Regions from separate parts of the Danio rerio genome. Here all the other regions are linked to region 1. Evidence: chromatin contacts called from public HiChIP or PLAC-seq and Micro-C data. All regions are on one chromosome and are shown on one strand. Each heading gives the region's core, a stretch centred on a gene start, on an enhancer-like site or on the middle of the called end of the contact. The rest is flanking DNA. Distances are from core to core; before and after follow the strand shown. Region 1 holds the start of adob (2-aminoethanethiol (cysteamine) dioxygenase b). Region 2 holds the start of mrpl35 (mitochondrial ribosomal protein L35). Region 3 holds the start of LOC100535468 (dr1-associated corepressor).

Evidence for each region. A called contact is a pair of places that touch in the nucleus more often than the background predicts. HiChIP or PLAC-seq counts read pairs in DNA pulled down with a chosen protein or histone mark.
Region 2: a Micro-C map of caudal fin shows a contact between it and region 1, with 5 times the contacts expected there. The contact joins the promoter of mrpl35 here to the promoter of adob in region 1. A contact is called at or near these places in 3 of 18 Hi-C or Micro-C datasets (caudal fin, hematopoietic stem cells and an unstated tissue).
Region 3: a contact with region 1 is called in an H3K4me3 HiChIP or PLAC-seq map of pancreas, with 7 times the contacts expected there. The contact joins the promoter of LOC100535468 here to the promoter of adob in region 1. A contact is called at or near these places in 3 of 4 datasets of contacts at active chromatin or transcription factors (embryo, gastrula embryo and pancreas).

The regions. Positions count from the first base shown.
Region 1 is chr17:48,639,286-48,643,265 of GRCz12tu, forward strand. adob (2-aminoethanethiol (cysteamine) dioxygenase b) reads left to right here and starts at 1,762. Exons shown (of 1, transcript NM_213193.2): 1 at 1,762-3,592. The coding sequence starts at 1,964. The coding sequence ends at 2,728. The region is part of intron 5 of znf365 (zinc finger protein 365); the gene reads left to right.
Region 2 is chr17:48,495,289-48,499,289 of GRCz12tu, forward strand. mrpl35 (mitochondrial ribosomal protein L35) reads right to left here and starts at 2,078. Exons shown (of 4, transcript NM_001076725.1): 1 at 2,038-2,078; 2 at 995-1,157. The coding sequence starts at 2,068.
Region 3 is chr17:48,827,408-48,831,776 of GRCz12tu, forward strand. LOC100535468 (dr1-associated corepressor) reads left to right here and starts at 1,884. Exons shown (of 8, transcript XM_073927744.1): 1 at 1,884-2,005; 2 at 2,109-2,181; 3 at 3,027-3,080; 4 at 4,267-4,369.

The DNA.
Region 1 (3,980 bases), core at 512-3,011:
AATAGGCTACTGTTATGAAAAGGTTTTTCTAACATTTTGCTGTTTTTCCAGATACGTTAATAGATTTCTTCATGGGTATCTTTTGTTTAAAATCATAATCAAACCATTATTCATGAAACATTTTCAGGGTTAATACGGTCATGGAAAACCTGGAAATGTCATGGAATTTTGACATTGTATTTTCCAGGCATGGAAAAGTTTTGGAAAAACAGAAAAACCTAAAGTTTTGGAAAAGTCATGGAAAACAGATGTCTGTATACCAGAATATAGGTTAGTTGTCTTTACTTCTTTTCTGTCCTTGGCTAATCACATACTTTCACATTATTACTGCGGTGTAAGCATTGTCTAAATTTTACATGCAAATTTAAACTGAATATATTGTTGCGTGTTTTACGAGATGATGAAATAAATTTGAACATGCAGTGTTTTTCTGTTATCACGCATATGTAGACATTGCATGAAACTTGTCATAAAAATGGACTTAAGTGTCTTTAAAAAATCCTGGAAAAGTCATGGAATTTTAGTAGTTAAAATGTGTATGAACCCTGATTTTTGTGAACATTTAATTATTAAGACATTAGTATTTGTAGGGTTCAGATTTGGATTTTTTTTTAAATAATTCTATAAATATGCTAAAACTGATTAAAAATGTCTATTTAAAACAATTCATTTGAAATTAAATGTTTTTTTTCAATGTTTCAAGAATAACAAATCAGATTTCATGGCATATTCAAGGGCAAAACAATCTTAGGAGGACATATTTATATTTGGTAGATTGCAGATAATCACACTAACTATTGCAGATTGATTACAAATATTATTGTGAAGAATTTAAACTAGGCTATATCAGTGTAAATGTAGAGAATTCGTTTTTACAATATTAGACAGCTTTCTGTAATTATTGTCCTTTAAAAGAAAACTTCTACCAAAACTGCTAATTCTGTCATCCTTTACTTACCTTTGTTCACAATCAGTTTAAGTTTCTTTATTCTGTTAAACACAAAGTAAGATATTTTGAAGAAACAATTGAATTCTATAGCTATTTGTTTCAAATATGGAAGCCAAATGTTGCAGGTTTTCAGCTTTTTCAAAATACCTTCTCGTGTGACAGAATAAAGAAACTCCCGAAGGTTTGGAAACACTTGAGGGTGAGTAAATTGTAAGGCAGTTTTCATATTTGGGCAAACTATCCCTTTAAGAATATAGTTTTACTACAAACAAAAAAGGTTAATCGTTTAAACTTTGGCAATGATACAATAATAATGGTTTTGTTGCAAAAACCCTATTTTAATTGTGGTGTTTGTGATTGTTCATACAGATTAACTTTTGGGCTTTAAAGTAAAATTCAGTTGTTTTTAAATTTAACAATATTAGCCTATATGTACAGTTTTATGTCTTTAAATACTTTTCGCGGTCACCAAACCGACCGTGACCTCTTTTTTTTTCCGTATCAGAGCATTTTCAAAGCGTGACTTTTCTCTGAGTGGCGGTGAAGGACTGAAGTGTCATTGCCCCTTGTAAGGTCAGTGTATGGGAATTGTAGTAACCAGTTTAAGCGTGATATCTCTTACAACGTACATTTATGATGCGAGTATGCTACTGTCTTGTTACTCATACAAAATGAGTTTGGCAAAAGCTTACAAACACTAAACCGCGCGTCACAATAACGACACGTTTTGAAGTTTGGTCTAAATTTCAAAACAACAAAACGACATTTCCCACAATTCTCGGTGTGACGTATAGCGTTTGTTGACATTGCGTACGTGTGAATTGGATGCCTGTATATGGAGTGGTCATGGACAGAAATGACTTGATCCTAACGGTATTCCCGACAGTACGCTCAAGTTAAGCTTTTACACATGATTTTGATGGCCTAAAACGATACGGAAACGGACAGGGCTGCACTTGATTTCGCGCAAAGTTGAAAGTCAAGTCGACGCTGCTAGACACTTGCGTTATTATGATGCCACGAGACAACATGACTTCCACAGTCCAGAAAATCGCCAAACAGGCCCTCGCAACATTCCGAAACCCGTCTGTCATCGGCGAGCACAACAAAGTGTTTTTGGAGAACCAAAGCAAGCTGAAAAGCCTCTTGGCGGAGGTCAGAGCGGCGGACTTGAAGATCGCAGCCCGGACCCCCGAGAGCGCCCCGGTGCCGCATCAGCGCATCGCTCCTCCCGTCACATACATGCATATCTGCGAGACCGACTCCTTCAGCATGGGGGTGTTTCTGCTGAAAACGGGGGCTTCGATACCCCTGCACGACCATCCGGGGATGTACGGCATGCTGAAGGTGATCTACGGGAAGGTGCGGATCAGTTGTTTCGACCGCCTGGATAAACCGAGAGACGGCGCCAGCGGCGTGCAGTTCAACCCTCCGCTCATGCCCTTCCAGAGGGGCTCCTTACGGCCCTCAGTGCTGAAGTCCGTCGGGGAGTTCACAGAGGACAGCAGCCCGTGTGTGCTCTCACCCCAGCAGGACAATATCCACCAGATAGACGCTGTTGACGGACCCACCGCTTTCCTGGACATCTTAGCACCCCCGTACGACCCAGACGAAGGGAGAGACTGCCATTATTATAAAGTTTTGCAAGCTCATTCAGAGGCTGCAGATAAAAAGAGTGAAGTCCAGGATCAAGGGGACGTGTGGCTAATGGAAATACCCCAGCCTAGTGAATTTTGGTGTGGTGGTGAACCATACCCAGGGCCTAAAGTGACCCTCTGAGAGGGATGTATAACTGTATAAACTGGGATAATGATCACAGTCTGGAGTGATTCAGGAGTTTTTTTTCTTTTACCTGGGTACCTTAATGAGACAGTTCACCCAAAAGTGAAATCATTTTACTCATTCTTTACTTGTTTCAAAGCTTTTTTCTGTTCAACACAAAAGAAGATATATCAAAGAAACCTGTAACCATTTATGTACATAGTAGGACAAACAAACACAATTGAAGTCGATGGTTACAGGTTTCTAACATTCTTTGAAAAATATTTGTTTGTAAAAGATTTGGAAACACTTCAGTGTGAGTAAATGGTGAACTGTTTTCTTGGACAGAATATACAGTGGTTTATCTCTAGCCACTCATCACAGCTGCTGTCTTTAATTGTCTTTTGGCAGTTTATGTTTTTTTTTTGTATTTATGTCCATAAATGTCCTGTGTTTGCATGCAGACTGTTCTGATTTTACATAGAGGTTCAACAAAAGTCTCTGTTCTCCATTTGCCTGGATTCTCTTTGTACAGCGTGTGATTAATATTTAATTATTTGCAGCAGATGTGAGATTTGGTTTATCGGAGTGGGAATCTCGTCATCTTGTTTCCATTGTCATCATTGTGTTAATGCATTAAGCTGTGCAGGACCGAGAAATGCTTAGTAACAGGTTCAAAACACTCACTTGACAAGCTGGCCTACGTGACACTGGACACAAAACCTTTTTTTTGTCTTTTACACTCCTGATAATATTGATAATCAAGCACTTAGCCAGGATGCCAAATTTAAAATAGTTAAAATAATGAATGAAAATCAATCATGCACTATGAAGAATGTGTTCCCTCCTAAACATTTAAATTAATAAAAAAGGGGAAAATTTGCCGGTCTTTTGATGATTGAAATACTTTCTTGAATTCTTTAAAGACATGTTATTGACTATATACAGTTTCGATTAAGATTTTTCATGTTAGTAGATATCACCTGCTGACAGAAAGGCAAACAATTTTAAAAGCTATATTAATGTTTACTTTAAATACGTGTTAGGGTTTTTTTTTTTTGTTTAAATACAGTGCTCATCGAGTTCAACTCATTTTGAAAATGAATATTTTTATCCATTTATCATTGAATTTAGGCAATGTGTGTTGGTGCATTTAAACAAAACTGATTTATTAAACAGATATTTTTATTAAATAGTATTCTCGTCATCAAAAATATTTAGAAATTGAAAGATGATACAATTAAATTCAAGCAAAATTTTGCAAAAATAA
Region 2 (4,001 bases), core at 828-3,327, 140 kb before region 1:
GCATTGAAACATGAAGTTTTATGAGTGAATAACTGAATCATTAATTGAAAATGACTACAAATAAATATTGTTGTACAAATTATAATGTTCGCTTAATACATTAAGCGTTATCAGCAACAGTAGTAAGAACTATTAAGAACTAGTAAGAATATTTAACTTTTTATTTTTATTCAGCTGATTATTTCTTTAATTTATTTTTAATAAAATGACAGGTTATAAGTTCTGTTTGTTAAAATGAAAACTTTCTTGCAGTACTGCTTATGTAATAAATGGAAAGCAAATTACTTTTGTCTCCTCCCCTTTTTGGCTGATCCAAAAAATGGTCTGGTACATGACTAAACAACCATAATGTGATTTGGATTTGTGATCCGTTACACCACTCGTACCACGGCTATGTACCTCACCTAGTTTTTATTTTAATATCAGTAAAATTATTGTATAATATTCAAAATGTGTAAATGTTTCTATGGTTTATGTACAATACAGTTTGTAGATATAATACATGACAGACTTCCAAACAAATGTTTCTGATTTGACTTGTAAAAAAAAAAGTTACAGCTGGGGACTATTTTCAGGCACTGCATAATATGATTGCATGAGCTGCAGCCATGGTACAACAGCAAAGTTCCTTGAGTATTTCGCCGAAATGCTAATGGTCTAATCTGATTTAATAATCTATGCTAAGCTAAACTAAACGTGCTCTCACCAGACTCAAATATCAGATGAATGTATTAAAAAATGCTGAACTGTTTATTTTAGGGGGAGCCTATTTTTAAAAACTTGTAGTGTTCCTTTAAGGCTAACGTTCATTAAAAACCTTACACTGATAGGGGCTTTCAATAGTGATGTCGATTTCCCAATTTTCACTTTGGAAGTGAAAGGATTTTTTTAACTCATTTATTGTGGTTATAGTTATCATTTGAACAGGACTTCATGGTACCATCTGGACGTAAGAAAATGTATGTTTTTAAACTATAAACAGGCAGTGTCTTACCGACTGAGCAGTCCAGTCAGCTGCACAGGAGCAGTGGTGTGAGCCGGGGTCAGTGTTCTGAAAGCATGATTCGGCAAAACAGTCGAGAAGCGAGGGCTCTGTGCGAGTCTGACAGCAGAAGAGAGACATTCCCTGCCGAAAACTGACAGTGGTCTCAGCAAACCTGAACAGAAGATGACAAACTAGTGTAGTTTACACATTACAGACACATAAATAACAATGAGTGTCTAATTAAAAACTAAACGAAAATTAACAACAACAAAATCGCTAGTGTAGCTAGTAAACACAAGTTAACCATGGGTTTGCTATACTTACCATACTTAAAGCATAGCATTTGTAGTAAAACTGTCCCCACATAAAAATAAATTGTAGTAAATAGGGTGTTTTTGAACCATACTATAGTAAAATGCTTGAAATAGTCTGCTGTAGTAATTATATAGTAACACGGCAACTAGGACAAATAAATAAACAAATGACCCTACACTGTAGTTTTCTATAAATATACTGAATATTAAACTACAAAACACCACAGTTTACTGTGGTAAAAACTAAAGAACAACAGTATTACTTACAGTTTATCAGTTCACTTAAATATTCAATAGAGGTGAAGTGTAAATACTATAATATATACAGTATAATACACTTAACTGTACTTTACTTTGAATTACTATAGTATTTTGTTCCATATTGGTGGAAATCAACACGCAAAAAACATGGTTACTAACGTTATGATAAATGATTAATTTTCGTAAGGGATCGATGCAATAACACAATACAAAAATTTCCGCAAAATATAAAATAATTAGAAAACAAATGCAAAATAATAAAGCACAGTTTTAAATAAATGATACATTTATACAGCATGAAGGGAAACACTTAATCTTTCCATTACAAAAATCAAGTAACGTTACTATATTGACAAGTTGTAAACATAGACCGCTTTATTTTTGTATTTTAATGTGCATCAACATTAAGATCGCAATCAATTTTATGTCAATAAAGTATTTCTGATCATCCAAATGTTAAATGTGCACATTTCATACCTGACAGTCCTCTCGTCAAGGTGGCCGCCATCTTAAACTCCACTGACGTATCAACTACAGTGGCCGGTTTGGACAAAAAAAAAAAACGCGTTGCAGTTATACACTGTAGAAAACGTTTCCCAGAAAATAAATGTTGTTTTAAAAAAGCAAAATTAAAGATATGATTTCGCTCGCTTTTTATCATACCACACAGCAGATCTAGATAAATAAGCTATGATGAATATAGTCTACGTGCTTCAAAGAATTTCTGGCTTTATTTAATCAAAAAAAAAGAAATATCTTCTAAATAACAATCAAATTATGAAGGTAAAAATCTCCAAACATCTGTAACTATATTTGCATAGAAATGCATGAACTTTTAGGTGAATCATAAAATTCATTCATTCATTTCCTTTTTGCCTTAGTCGCTTTGTTGATCAGGGGTCGCCACAGCGAAATGAACCACCAACTTATCCAGTACAGCCATCTCTGGGAAACATCCATACACTCGTTCACACACACAATTTAGCTTATCCAATTCACCTATAGCACATGTATTTGGACTGTGGGGGGAAACTGGAGCACCTGGAGGAAACCCACGCCAACACGGGGGAGAACATGCAAACTCCACACAGAAATGCCTACTGACCCAGCCGAGGCTTGAACCACAGCATTCTTCATGTAAATCGTCAGTGCTAACCATTATGCCCCCTGAATTGATGATATTGTTATATATTTCACATGATAGTTCAGAAAACGAAGGTATAGTGACAAATTGGTTTATCAGATAAAATGTGCTTTTTAAGGTTGAAGTGTCTTATTTTTCTTTGAAAGTGAACATATAGCTGCAACTTTTTCCATATCAGTACTCAATATTTAGCAAATCATTTTATTGGTCTAATGTTGCTAACTGGGGTGTTGCTAACGTGGTGGCGCCGTGGCCGTAGCACGATTGCCTCACAGCAAAAAGCTCCCTGGTTTAAGCCTCGGCTAGGTCAGTTGGCATTTTTGTGTGGAGTTTGCATGCTCTCCCCGTGTTCGCAACTGCTCTGGTTTCCCCCGCAAGTCTAAAGACATGTGGTATAGGTGAATTGGGTAAGCTAAATTGTATGCAGTATATTTGTGTGAATGAGAGAATGAGAAGGGCATCTGCTGCGTTAAATATATGCTGGATAAGTTGGCGGTTCATTTCGCTGTGGCGCCCACTAATTAATTAAGGGGCTAAGCCAAAAAGAAAACAAATGAAAGCACATTTTAAATGAATTATTTATAACTCATGTCTTGATGGCCCCTCTGACATAAAATTAAATAAACTAGATTTTTATACGTAAATCATTTTTAGTTGCTGGCCCAATTTACCTGAATGTGTATAAAATGAGCCGTTATTTCAGTTAAAATGGGCCACTTCTGAGTTAAGTTTAATCAGAAATTCTGCTAGTTTTTCCTTTTAAAAATTATTTATATTTGTATATCTTGTGTTTTAGCATTTGTGGCATGCCCTTTTCACATTTTACCTTCCAAATATGTCTGTTTATCTGTGCTCTACGGTGTATGTGTAAACACAAATAAAGAACAGAATGGCATTTTGATGACTATGGCTTTATCTTCAAAAAACATGTTTTAATGCTTTAAAAAAAACTTTACATCGATCTCGATCTTTGCTATTTTTTTCTATTGATAAAATCCATTGATTGTTTTTTTTTTTTTTTTTTGCAGTCATTTGTTGCCATTAAACAAATTGTTATTGGTGCATTTTGTTCATGAAATGTAGGTTTTATTGACAAAATGGTTTAAAATTAATGTTTTATTTTATTTCATCCAATTCAAAGAGAAGTTTTATTGCAATTGAAAGTACAATGTTCAGTTACATTATGAAAATAAAAAAAATTAAATGTATGTTTCTATTTGACTTTGCAGTTTGACTGGCCCAGTTTTTCTGACCAGCCGGCCCATTTTACCTAAATAGTGCAATCTGAAAAAATGTG
Region 3 (4,369 bases), core at 634-3,133, 190 kb after region 1:
GGTCATAGAGCGTGACCAGTGTTGTCATGTGAATGATAAAAATAAACTTATGCAAGTGCAATGATATTTGTGTGCTTAACAATGGGGCAAAACATTATGCACAATTTCTACACTCTAATTACATGTTTTACAATGTAACTTCAGTTTTTTTGAAAATGAAACTCAGAACACTCCAGAACATTCATGACAGATAATTATAGATCATTAGGCTACAGATAATTACAGGACATTACTGTTATCTTACTGCCCTCGTGTGTCGTGAACTGGAAATGCATAGAGCACAACACAAATATATACTACTCGTCAGATTTTGCTACCAGTGTAAATTTTCATGTGGAGTGTGATGTAATAACGCCCTAACCTACCTAATCCCTAACCCCAAACTTTAGAAATATTCAAATACACTTTTGGTAGCATAATTTAATGGGTGGGATAAAATGTCAGGACACCCTGTTTTGCGGCTGGAAGAGTATCCACTGGCACTGTGTAAAACAAATGCCAGAATACTTGGGAAAAATCAGGGACTTGGCCGAAGGAAAATGAATCATTGGAAACCATTCAACCTTGACTTCATAATAAGGAAAACTAATATTGTGGAATTCATTGGTTACCATGCAATTTCCAGCTTTCTTAAGATTTTTTTTATTTAGTGTTCAACAGAGGAGAAGTAAATCTAACAACAGATTTGAGACAAATTAATGGTGAGTAAATTAAGACTTTTTGGGGGGGGGGGGGGGGGGGGGGTGAACTATCCCTTTAACTGCTGTACTTCTGCCACCTGCTGGTTATAAGTTGAGTTGTATGACTTTTTCATCTGACATATTTACATGTAATAAATGCTGAAAAACGACTATGAGTTTAAATATTGAACCAACTGTGTTCTGGTATTATGTATCTATTTACATTCAAAACCTATTAAAGCCCATTCCCGCCACTGAATAAAAAAATATTAATAATAAATGCAATGTAAAAAATATGTAAATTCAGAATTCCGAGTTATAAAGTCAGAATTGCTAGTAATTAAGTCAGAACTTTAATAACTTAGAATTCTAAGTTTATAACTCGCAATTTTGACTTAACAGGCTAACTCACAATTCTGACTCATATCTCAAAATTCTGACTTAATAACTCACAATTCTGACTTTATAACTCAGAATTATGATGTATAACTCACAAATCTGACTTAATAACTCAAAAATCTGACTTAATAACTCAGAATTCTGACTTAATAACTCACAATTCCGACTTAATAACTTATAATTCTGACTTTATAAATCACAATTCTGACTTAATAACACAATTCTGACTTAATAACTCACAATTATAATTTAATAACTCACAAATTTGACTTAATAACTTACAATTCTGATTTAATAACTCATAATTCTGACTAACTCACAATTCTAACTTTATAACTCACAATTCTGAATTAATAACTCGGAACTCTGACTTAATAACTGAATTCTAACTTAATAACTCACAAATCTGAATGGAAATCTGAATGGAATTTTGACTGTAAAACTCAGAATTCTGACTTTATTATTTTTTTTACATTGTATTTTTTTTTTTTTGTTTTTTTTTTTTTATTCAGTGGCGGGAACGGGTTTCAATACTCTACAGTCCTACCTTACCGTAGAATGAAATCCATGTCTTTTAAATGTAACTATCCGACACTGTAGCATTTTTTTTGTAAATATAAAAAATTTACTTGTAAAATAGAAATTCACAATTGACTTTTTAAATTATTGTTATTATTATTAAAATGATAAAACATAGGTAACAATGTACTGTTTACAAACGCCACGCCGCACGTGACAGGGGCGTTACCTTGGCTCGACCCACCTGTTCTTCCATTCATTTCTGCTTCAACACTTCCTGTAAAAGGTAAACAAATGGAGCTCCGCACTCCGAATCGTAAAATGGTTCAAAATGTAAGCCTAATGCGGATATTTAAGTATTCAAAATGCCCGGACAAAAGAGAAAGTTTAATGTTCGCTTTCCACCCGTGAGTATTTTTGTACTTGGAAGTTTTGTGAGCTTTGTGGGGCACCTCTGCGACTGCGAACCGTTCCACTCATCCTGCTGTTGTTCGACTTTCGGCCATGCAGGGACGCGTCAAGAAAATAATGCAGAAGGACACTGAGGTGGGTCGAATCGCTACAGCTGTACCAGTCATCATATGTATCCTTACAAAACAGTGAATGACGCATGCTGTTGCGTTCTGGGTAATATTTGTAGCTAGAATCATTTGCAAGTTATTAAAGTATTACAACACACTTAACAATTAGGGTACCTCAGTTTACAAATTAAGCATGTTTTATTTACTTATTTGTTGTTGTTGTTGTTATTATTTTTATTATTATTGTCATTTATTTGTTTGTTTATATTTATGCACTTATTTTTTTGCATATTTGTAACTTTATTTTAATGAATGTTTAATATGTCGATTCCTCAAACTTGACTTTTTTTGTTCCGTCCACGCTTATGCTGGTGATGCCCTGGGCAACATCGCAAGATCTTTGAGATTGGCTCAAAATAGCTCTCAACTATGACTCTATAAAGAGTCGGTTTCTCTGCATGGACCCTATGGCATGGACCTATGAGAATCTTTTATTCAATCTTTTGTTGTTAGTTTTTAAGTCAAATTAGATCAATTGTATTTGAAGAACAGCGATTCCAACAGGTTGTCTCTCGACTACTGCGTTATTTTGCTCTATTGACTCTTTAGTTCATAGAACGTCACGATTGGCACAGATAAGTTAATAGTTTTTAAGATTCAAACTTTCAAAAGAATCAATTTATTGACTTTGACTTTTTAGTGATTTTGTTCTGTATGGCCCTTAGTTCATATTTACTGAATATTGTAATCAGTTCAAATCAGTGAAATTGCATTTCTAAAACCACAACTGAAAAAAAAATTAAGTAATTTCATTGACTTTTTTGTCCTGTTGACTCCTTAGTTCGTATTTCTGAAGTTTTTATTGGTTCAAATCAGTGAAATAACTTTCTAAAAATCAACACTTCAGATAGGTTCCACAGAGGGGCAGACTGATTTTGAGGCCCTAACTAAGCAATTCCAGGTATGGGGCCCTATTGAAATATTCTTTCTCTATGAATATTTTTTTCTTTCGTTAATGAATTGCATGTTAAAAAGTATATATGTGTATATATGTGTATATATATATATATATATATATATATATATATATATATATATATATATATATATATATATATATATATATATATATATATATACGGTTGAAGTCAGAATTATTAGCCCCCTCCAAATTATTATCATCTGTTTATTTTTTTTCCCCAATTTCTGTTTAACAGAGAGCAGATATTTTTCAACTAATTCCTTAACATATTAGTTTTAATAACTCATTTATTATAACTAATTTTTTTTATACAGTACATAATCATACCTGCCAATATTCCCGTTTTCCCTGGGAGTCTCCCATCAGAATTATTAGCTACCTTTCATGTTTTCTTTCCTTTTTAAATATTTCCATTTAAAAATTGTTTAAAAGAGCAAGTAAATTTTCACAGTATGTCTGATAATATTTTTTCTTCTGGAGAACGTCTTATTTGTTTTATTTTGTCTAGAATAAAAGCATTTTTTTTTCATGAACCATTTTAGGGTCAAAATTATATTCCCCTTCAAGCTAAATTTTTTTCCCTACAGAACAAACCATCATTATACAATAACTTGCCTAATTAACTTAACCTGCCTTATTAACCTAATTAACTTACTTAAGCCTTTAAATGTCACTGTAAGTTGTAAGTATTCTGTAAGTGTCTTGAAAAATATCTAGTTAAATATTATTTACTGTTATCATGGCAAAGATAAAATAAATCAGTTATTAGAAATGAGTTATTAAAGCATTTAGAAATGTGTTAAGAAAAATCTCTCCGTTAAACAGAAATTGGGGTAAAAAATAAACAGGGGGCTAATAATTCTGACTTCAACTGTGTATGTGTAAAATATATTTTCATATTTAAAGTGACCCTTTATCTTCTTAATGTATAATTAAATACAATAAATTTACAAATAAAAGCAAGTTCACCAACTATATACAATTAAATAGCCATTATTTGTGATAAGATTTTAATATAAATAACAAAAAAACATTTGAACAAATTTAACTCACAATCAATCGAATTCAATAATTGCTGTTTGTGAATCGCAGTGGTTACTTTTTACTTGGTGAAATGCTCGTTTCATTGTTTGTCTTATTTCTACTTTTTTGCACTCAACTACAGCTTTACTCTGATTGCTGGCAGGCAAATGTCTTTAAACCACTTACAGCTCGAGCATGTGCAGTACGGAAGGAACGTCCCATTATTCATGGGGGCCCCCAGTTTT